Regions from separate parts of the Sus scrofa genome. Here region 2 is linked to region 1. Evidence: chromatin contacts called from public HiChIP or PLAC-seq data. All regions are on one chromosome and are shown on one strand. The core of a region is the stretch at or near the end of the contact, and the rest is flanking DNA. Distances in the headings are between cores, read along the strand shown. Region 1 has its middle 52 kb from the start of NCOA3. Region 2 overlaps NCOA3 (nuclear receptor coactivator 3).

Region 1 (4,533 bases), core at 1,201-3,700:
GACTGTAATGTGTCTCCTTGCTCCCCCAATGTGCTTATAAGCATTAAGCTTCATGACCATATTATTGGGCTCTGCTGCCACTTCATTTCTTTGAGCCCACCCCCCACCTATCCTATATGTGTTTCTCTCATTGAAGGAGCAGAAAAATCCATAGAATGTGAAACCTAATGGCGTGAATTCCATTCCCCTCTTTATCCTAAGCTATGCACCTTATAGACATGCCTGTTTGCAAACTCTTTTGACTAGTTGACAGGCAGCAAGTCCAAACATGTAGACATTTCAACTGCAAGTACTTGAGACAAGTGCATAAAGGCTTTCTGTTCAGAAAATATTCTTAATTTGGGTAAAAATATAAATGTGAGGTAAAAGGCTCATATAAAGATTATAATTGGACCAAGGTCATTGCTTTGTGTGATGGTTGTTTTCAATAACATGGGTCAGTTAGAGGGTTAGAGTGCCGTGGTCTGGCATGAGAGCTCTTGCTATACCAATAATAATAATAATAATAATAGTAATAAGCACTAATTGAACCATTGCTATATGCCAAGCACTACATACTTTTTTTTTTTTTTTTTTTTTTGGCCTCACCCATAGCATAAGGAAGTTCCCAGGCCAGGAATCAGACACACACCATAGCTGTAACCAAGCCACAGTGGTGAGAACACCAGATCCTTAACCTGCTCAGCCACCAGGGAACTCCTTACTTTTAATATATATTTATAGATCACATGTTGTTAAATATATACTATCTTATATTAGTATGTATTTTACCTATACCATAATATTTATATAGTATATGATATATTGCTAATTGCCCACTAAAAAAATTGCACAACCTAAAGGCTAAGAATTGTGTTTTACTGAGTAGACAAAACTGAGGACTTAAGCTGGGATGAAGCTCTCAGCGCTGAGGGACTGCTCCAGGATATATAGGAATTTTGCTGTAAAATCCAGAACGTCAAAAGATTACTCTTTTTTTTTTTTTGCCTTTTCTAGGGCCACACCCACGGCACACAGTGTTTCCCAGGCTAGGGGTTTAATTGGGCTGTAGCTGCCGGCCTGCACCACAGCCATAGCAACTTGGGATCCGAGCCATGTCTGCGACCCACACTACAACTCACAGCAATGCTGGATCCTTAACCCACTGAGCAAGGCCAGGGATCAAACCTGCAACCTCATCTCATGGTTCCTAGTCGGATTTGCTGACTACTGAGCCACCATGGGAACTCCCAAAAGATTACTGTTAAAGAAAGCCAGATGGCTCAAGTTAATGAATTTAGCGCTTTTCTTTGTATGGGAAGATGCAAGAGTCTGGGCCCAGGAAATCATTCCTTTGATATGCACCTGACCTATCCAGGGCCACTCTCCTGCTTTTTTCCATCTTGAATCCCCTCAGGGTGCACCCTTGGGAGTGGCGCAGTGGCTGCTGGCTTAATGGCCTCAACATCCTTTGTTTACTGATATAGCAGGTGACATTTTTCATTTACAATTTCATATATCTATTAAAGAGGTATTATTATTATTTTGGCCGAGTCCAAGGCACGTGGAAGTTCCCAGGCCAGGGACTGAATCTGAACCACAGTGGTGACCCGAGCCACAGTAGTGACAACACTGAATCTTTAACCCGCTGAACCATCAGGGAATTTTGAGATATTATTTTGCCCACTTACTGATGAGGACTCTCAGGCGCAGAGAAGTTAAGTAACTTCCTCAAAGTCACACAGCTGGTTACAGGCAGAGCTTTTGTTGCCTCCATGACTGCATTTGATTTCCAGGAGCTATAGATCCAACTTGGAGCACATTCCTTCAATTGAATACATTTATTACAACAAGAAGGAAAGATCTCTCTTTTTCTCTGCCAATTCTCCTTCCTTCCTCCCAGGATATAGTAGGTGCTCAAAAAATAATTGAACATAAAACATTGGATAGTCAGGAGTTCCCATTGTGGCGCAGTGAAAACAAATGTGACGAGGAACCACGTGGTTACAGGTTGGATCCCTGGCCTCACTCAGTGGGTTAAGTGGGTTAATGAGCTGTGGTGTAGGCTGCAGAGGCCGCTTGGATCCTGCGTTGCTGTGGCTGCGGTGTAGGCCAGCAGCTGTGGCTCTGATTCTACCCCTAGCCTGGGAACCTCTCCCTATGCCCAGAGTGCAGCCCTAAAAAACAAAAAACAAACAAACAAAAAACTGGATGGTCTTTGTCTAAAAGCTGGTCAACCAGGTTCAATCTAGGAACATGTATAAATGCTGCAAATATATCCATGTGTCGTGATTCATTGTATCTTTAAAGAAAAATATAATTATAGATTTGTGATGTTTTTAAGCATCACAACTGGAAACTGAAACTGGAAACTCTTGTAACTAGTAAGTACTTCCTTCAGCTTCTGATCCTTGAAGTGTTCCACTCCCCACCCCATGGAGGGTATGCAAAAAGCAGGGGAGTTGCTCAGCAGTTCAGCTGCTTTCGGGCCAGGCTCTGTGGAAGGAATGCAGTGAGAATTGGAATGGACATCTTCCTACTCAGAAACCCTGACTCGGGTTTTGTATTGGTTTGTTTGTGCTTTACCCCTGGCAGGCAGGCTCTGATCAGATTGAACTTCCTGTGGAATAATTCACAGAACAGTTATTTATGGCTTTGTAATCTTCCTGATCTGAAATAGCAACTTGGGGTAAAGGAAGAGTGTTGAGGAAGTGGAGCATAGAAAAAAAAAAAAAAAAAAAAAAAAAAGGAAGAAGAGGAAAGAAATAGAAGGTCAGGATGATAACCAGCCTAGATGTCCTGTACAGGGAGAACTTGTCTGAAGTCATGGGCCTAGTGGTATAATGTATTTGTGTCTCATATGTTAAAATCTGGAGTTTCCAGAATTCCCTGGTGGCCTAGTGGCTTAAGGGTCCAGTGTTGTCATTACTGCGGCTCAGGTCTCTGCTCTGCTGTGGCCGAGGCTCAATCCCTGTCCCCCCACATGCCACAGATGTGGCAAAAAAAGAAAAAAAAGAAACTTAGAGTGGTTTGGAGCCACATCACTTGAGTCCAGATCCTACTTCTGCCTCTTCCTAGTTGGAAACCCTTGTGCCTCAGTTAATCTTTAAAGGTTTAGCTAATTTTATTTTATTTTATTCTATCTGTCTGTCTGTCTGTCTACTATCTATCTATCTATCTATCTATCTATCTATCTATCTATCTATCTATCTATCTACCTATCTATCATCTTTTTAGGGCTGCACCTGAGGCATACGGAGGTTCCCAGGCTACGGGTCGAATCAGAGCTACCGCTGCTGGCCTCCACCACAGCCAGAGCAACTCAGGATCCGAGCCACATCTGCAACCTACACCACAGCTCATGGCAACGCCGGATTCCTAACCCACTGAGCGAGCCAAGGATCCAACCTGCATCCTCTGGATCCTAGTCAGATTCGTTTCTGCTGAGCCACGATGGGAACTCAGGTTAGCGAAATTAGTACGTGCAAAAGACTTAGAAAAGTGCCTGGCTCTTAGTAAACATTCCTAAATATTTCACAATAATAGTATGATTATAATAAATAATAATGTTAGCTCTTACTGTTTTAGAAGGAAACGTCTTTCCCTCACAGTTCGATTCAGTTTGTGGAATAATTGGTTCAGTCCTTTCTGGGTGTCCAAACTTAGGCTTGGAATCAAATCTGCTGGAGCTGCCATTTTAATTTTATTTGAGTTGTGTGTTGGGCTAGGAAAGAAAGTAGACTTGGGGACTCAAAGCTTCTAATGGTCAGAGGAGCCTATGGTATCTAAATAGCGACGAGTCTGATAAATATGGTTCATTTGCAGTGTAAAACATGAGAAGCTTCCAAATCTGACCGGGTTGCACAGTGTCCCTCAAAAATTCATATCCAGGGAGTTCCCGCTTTGGTTCAGCAGGTTAAGAACCTGACTGGTACCTATGAAGATGTGGGTTTGATCCCTGGCCTCACTCAGTGGGTTAGGGATCTGGTGTTGCCGTGAGCTGTGGTTTTGTTCGAAGCTATGGCTTGGATCCGATTCTTGGCCCGGGAACTTCCATATGTTGCCGAAGTGGCCAAAAAAGAAAAAGAAAAAAGAAAAAGAAATCATATCCACCCAGAACCTGTGAATGTGACCTTATTTGGAAATAGGGTCTATTGTAAGTGTCATCAAGTTAAAAGGAGGTCACACTAGATTAGGATGGGCCTTAAATCCAGTGTGACTGTATATGACAGTGTGTTTTATAGGAAGGGAGAAATTTGGACATAAAGGCTAGACACACATGCGAAGACAGTGGCAAAAATTGGAATGATGCGGAGTTCCCTTATGGCTCAGTGGGTTAAGGGTCCATTCCCTGGCCTGGGAATTTCCGCATGGTGTGGATGCAGTCAAAAAAAAAAAAAAAAAAAAAGATCTATGAGCCAAGGAATAAGGATTGCCAGCAGCACCAACCAGAAGCTAGAAGCAGCAAGGAAGGATTCTTCCCTAGGGTCTGTGAAGGAAGTACAGCCCTGCCCACACCTTAATTTTGGTCTTCTAGACTTCAAAACTGTGCAA
Region 2 (4,533 bases), core at 739-3,238, 150 kb after region 1:
TTCCCGCTTTTAAATTACGGATGAGGAGTTCCCGTCGTGGCGCAGTGGTTAACGAATCCGACTAGGAACCATGAGGTTGTGGGTTCGGTCCCTGCCCTTGCTCAGTGGGTTGACGATCAGGTGTTGCCGTGAGCTATGGTGTAGGTTGCAGACGCGGCTCGGATCCCACGTTGCTGTGGCTCTAGCGTAGGCCGGTGGCTACAGCTCCGATTCTACCCCTAGCCTGGGAACCTCCATATGCCGCGGGAGCGGCCCAAGAAATAGCAAAAAGACAAAAAAATAAATAAATAAATTACGGATGAGCCGTTATTTTCAGTAGAGACTTTTTATAGCACAAGATACATTTGTGATTCTGCATGTATTAGTTTTGTTGATCCCTAGCACTGGGTCATCAGCTTGTTGAAGGGGAAAAAAACCCAAAACTTGTCTGTTTTAATCAACAGTTCTGCCTAAGCACACTGGCGTAGGGAATATGATCTCCTTTGTGTGGAAAACACCCAGGCTGTTGAAGAGTGACCACTGGAAAAAAAAAAAAAAAAAGGAAACAACCAAAACCTCCCACCTCCTCAGTTTTATTGAAAAATAATGGAAATACTTCACTGAATAAATTTAAGGGGTGTGCCGTGATGCTTTTACATATATTGTAAAATGATTGCCACAACAGGTTCAGCTAACATGTCATTTCATACAAATACAGTAAAAAGGAAAGAAGAAAAAGTTTCCTCCTTGTGATGAGAACTCTTAGGATTGACTTTTTTGCCTTAAAAGTTTTTTTTTAATTGAAGGATTTACTCTTTTAACAACTTTCCTTTTTATCATGCAGCAGGGTTATAGTCATATTGTATATTACACCCCTAGTACTTATTGACCATTCTTAATACACTTGGCGAAGTGGGTTTTGATTTGAGCCAGTTTAGTTGTATGAATGGTTTTATAAGAGTTCATAATTATTTTTTTTGCCTCAAATGTTCTCTAACGGTAATGAGGTGCTCCCAGCTTCATTTACTCCACAGGCATAGGCAGGTTTTATGAAGTACACAGAGAAGCTCTTTAAAGTCATGAGTCATCAAACTGACCTTTGAACAAAAAAAAAAAAAAACAAAACCAAGCTACGTCTTATTTAGATTGAGGGATCTTTTCATCCGATTCCTCAGTAGTTTATATTCTTGCTTGCGGCAGACTTCTTCCCTTGAACAGTCTTGACCTAGAGGCACAGAGTTTTCGCTCCGTGTAGCATAGCAGCTCTGTTTTGGAGGGGACTAAGGAGGCAGTTGTAGTTAGTTTGGATTTTGATATTTGACATTGCTACCAGTGCTACACAACCTTGACAGGTAAATGATCTTAGGAGTGCATTCTTACTTTCTTCATGGACTTTGCTGTACCTGCTCTCATTTGTTATTTGTATTATTGTCGTCCATGAAATCAGTAGTGCCTTTTGGAGATTGATTTGAAGAGTATATATCTTTCATCAGACATACAACTTTTGGGGATATAGAAGCATTATTTTTCAAAAAGCTTCTTTTGAATTTAAGGTTATTTAGGCTAGGATGGAATTATAATCACTGAAGAGTAATAAGCTGTGAGGTCAGAAAAAGAAAAAAGGCACTGGAAGCAGCAAGGACTGAGCACAGACTAACGTGTAGTCTAGATGGTGACCCATCCAGGAAGTCTCATGAGTCAGGCCAGCCATGTCGTGTTGCTAGACTTAGAGATCATCTGCTCCCACCTCTTTGCTTTTAGGGAAGGGAATCCAGCTAAGATATGCTTTTCCCTTGGTATATCTTATTCTCTCTTTCTACCTTCAATACCTTTTCTTTCTAAAATTAATTTGAAGTGTTTTATCAGCTTCACATTTCCACATTGTTAGTTTTTGAGATGTTACTGTTGCAGGGTAGCTTCTTTATGTTTTTGATATTGGTGGGCAGGGCCAGCTTGAGTACTGTAGGAGGAAGTGTCTTGTTCAAGGTTTGTTTTTTTGTTTTTAACTGCGCAGGCACTCCATATTAGGAATATCTGTCTTGTAGTTGACCCATGGTGACTATTGCATGTATCATGCACTGCTTGATTAGTGCTACTTCCTATAGCATCTTTGCTATTCTCAGCCATTGAATTACCATGTGGCTAATGATATCAGCTCTTAAGTTTTATTTCATTTATTTTTTTATTTTATAATGATTTTTATTTTTTCCATTATAGCTGGTTTACAGTGTGCTGTCAGTTTTCTCCTGTATAGCAAGGTGACCCAGTCACACATACATACATACATTCTTTTTTCTCACATTATCATGCTCCATCATAAGTGACTAGATATAGTTCCCAGTGCTATATAGCAAGATCTCATTGCTTATCCATTCCAAAGGCAGTAGTTTGAGCTCTTAAGTTTTAACATTTCTTTTTTTTTTTTTTTGTCTTTTGTTGTTGTTGTTGTTGTTGTTGTTATTGTTGCTATTTCTTGGGCCGCTCCCGCGGCATATGGAGGTTCCCAGGCTAGGGGTTGAATCGGAGCTGTAGCCACCGGCCTACGCCAGAGCCACAGCAACGCAGGATCCGAGCCTCGTCTGCCACCTACACCACAGCTCACGGCAACACCAGATCGTTAACCCACTGAGCAAGGGCAGGGACCGAACCCACAGCCTCATGGTTCCTAGTCGGATTCGTTAACCACTGCGCCACGACGGGAACTCCAACATTTCTTAAAGTATCTTCTCTGAGTCAGAAAGAATGGATTAGGGGAGAATAGGGCACAGGCTGTGATCATCTCTCCTTTATATCTTCTTTGCTTATTAATTAAAGTTATATCAGATTTTATTTCTGTGCACACACCCTTCTAACTCTGACCGCTTATCTTAGTCCAGAGCTTTATTGCTTACCTCAAGGGGTCTAAACACTCTCTCTCCTCTTTTTTTTCTTTACTGCTCATATTTTCATTATGTGCCAACAGACATTCTTAAGTATAAATAATACTTTTGATATAGAGACATTTATATCTATCAAAGAAAAATGAAACCACGAACTCGAAATAAAGAGAGACCATGAAAAAGAACCAGCACTGTGTGCTTTTACGTAGTCCTTTGAAGGTACTTGGATAACCTCTTCAGAATCTTCTAAAAGGTACCTACTTATTCTCTGATTATACCTGGGTATCTTAAGACACAGACTTCTATGGAGATAGTTTGATCCTATTTTCATGGCCTCACGTTAGCTACTACCTGCCACTCATGTCACTATTTCACTGGGAGAATGTTTTGAATTCTAGTCAACTATTTGTAAGTTGAGGATAGCCTGAATAGTTCTGGCTCATTTATTTGTCTGAATCTTTAAAATCTGTTGCCGTATGTGATATTTGTAACTACTTGCTTTTCAAACGGGAGCAGAAAATTGGTGTTGCTGAACATCTTTGTTCTTGGTATCGTGTGCCTCAGAGGGATCACCTTTATTCCCTACACCAGTTGCTTACTTTGTATTGCTTTTCATTCTCATAATAAACATAAGAAGTTGTGACATGTAATTATCCCTGGTTTTTACTATACTTCAAATAAATTTACAGATGACAAGCTTTTTGTAGGAGATAAATGTTTACCTTTTAGTGAAATGGGGATTCACTTCTCAAGTTTGATTCTAACAAAGCCCCACTGTCTTTTTATTGTATTATAGTAAATCATATGAAGTGTTCAAACTCCTGAGTTTGATTTTGATCTTAAAGCCACCGTATTTTTTGGTATGGGAATATCAAAGTGAAAAATGACATGTTAGAAAGAAGCAAAACTTCTACAAGGTTTTTAGGTGTGTCATCCCTTTCCTTGCCCCTGCACCTTCTCTGTATTTTGCAAATATCGTAGAGTTGGTCAGAAGTATAGCTAATGGGGAGTTCCCTCATCGCACAGCAGGTTAAGGATCCCGGGTTGTGACTGCAGCGTCTTGGTCGCTGCTGTGTGGCGGGTTCAGTCCCTGGCCCGGGGAACTTGTCCATGCTGCGGGTGTGCCCCCCTCCCCAGCCAAAAAAGAAGTACAGTTAATTGTGTGGAAAGGGGAAACAACTAGAATTGGAAAAAGGAACAAGGGGAATGGTGTAGTAGTAAAAGAGAGGAAGGAATTTGTAATAAAATAGTCTCTAACAAGATTTATAATGGTTTAGAGCCTATAATGTAGAAAAGTGAGCAAGAATAGAGTGTACTGTGTAAAATGTCATAAAAATAGAAAAGCACATAAGGATAAAGCAGGGGAAACTTACTGATTGGGAGAGTTGGGAGTGGTTTCACCAGAGGTTATAGCTGAGTTTGATCTTGAAAGATGACTAGGAGTATTTTAGTATTCAAGATAAAAGAGGGGCGAAGGGGAGATCTAAAAAGAATGACTTAAGGTTAAATACAAACAGGGAATATTTCCATGATGATCTTTTGTCAGCATCTTTTTTAGCTTAAACCATTGGGATGGTGGTGGTGAGGAGGAGGAAGAAGTATGATTAGAGAGTATGCTTTTGGGCATGAAGCCGAAATGAGGTTTATGAAACTTAAATTTAGCTCTCTTCCTATG

Evidence for each region. HiChIP or PLAC-seq counts read pairs in DNA pulled down with a chosen protein or histone mark.
Region 2: a contact with region 1 is called in an H3K27ac HiChIP or PLAC-seq map of alveolar macrophages. The contact joins two enhancer-like sites. A contact is called at or near these places in 2 of 2 datasets of contacts at active chromatin or transcription factors (alveolar macrophages and skeletal muscle).

What each region holds. Positions count from the first base shown.
Region 1 is chr17:49,474,456-49,478,988 of Sscrofa11.1, forward strand. No RefSeq gene overlaps it. Among named protein-coding and RNA genes, the nearest start is that of NCOA3, 52 kb to the right of the region's middle. Within about 2 kb of position 2,451, at least 24 of the 83 cell types and tissues checked have an H3K27ac peak or open chromatin away from gene starts, as enhancers often do. A contact at or near this core is called in alveolar macrophages, where this site is marked.
Region 2 is chr17:49,623,478-49,628,010 of Sscrofa11.1, forward strand. All of the region lies in intron 2 of NCOA3 (nuclear receptor coactivator 3), which reads left to right. Among named protein-coding and RNA genes, the nearest start is that of NCOA3, 97 kb to the left of the region's middle. Within about 2 kb of position 1,989, at least 18 of the 83 cell types and tissues checked have an H3K27ac peak or open chromatin away from gene starts, as enhancers often do. A contact at or near this core is called in alveolar macrophages, where this site is marked.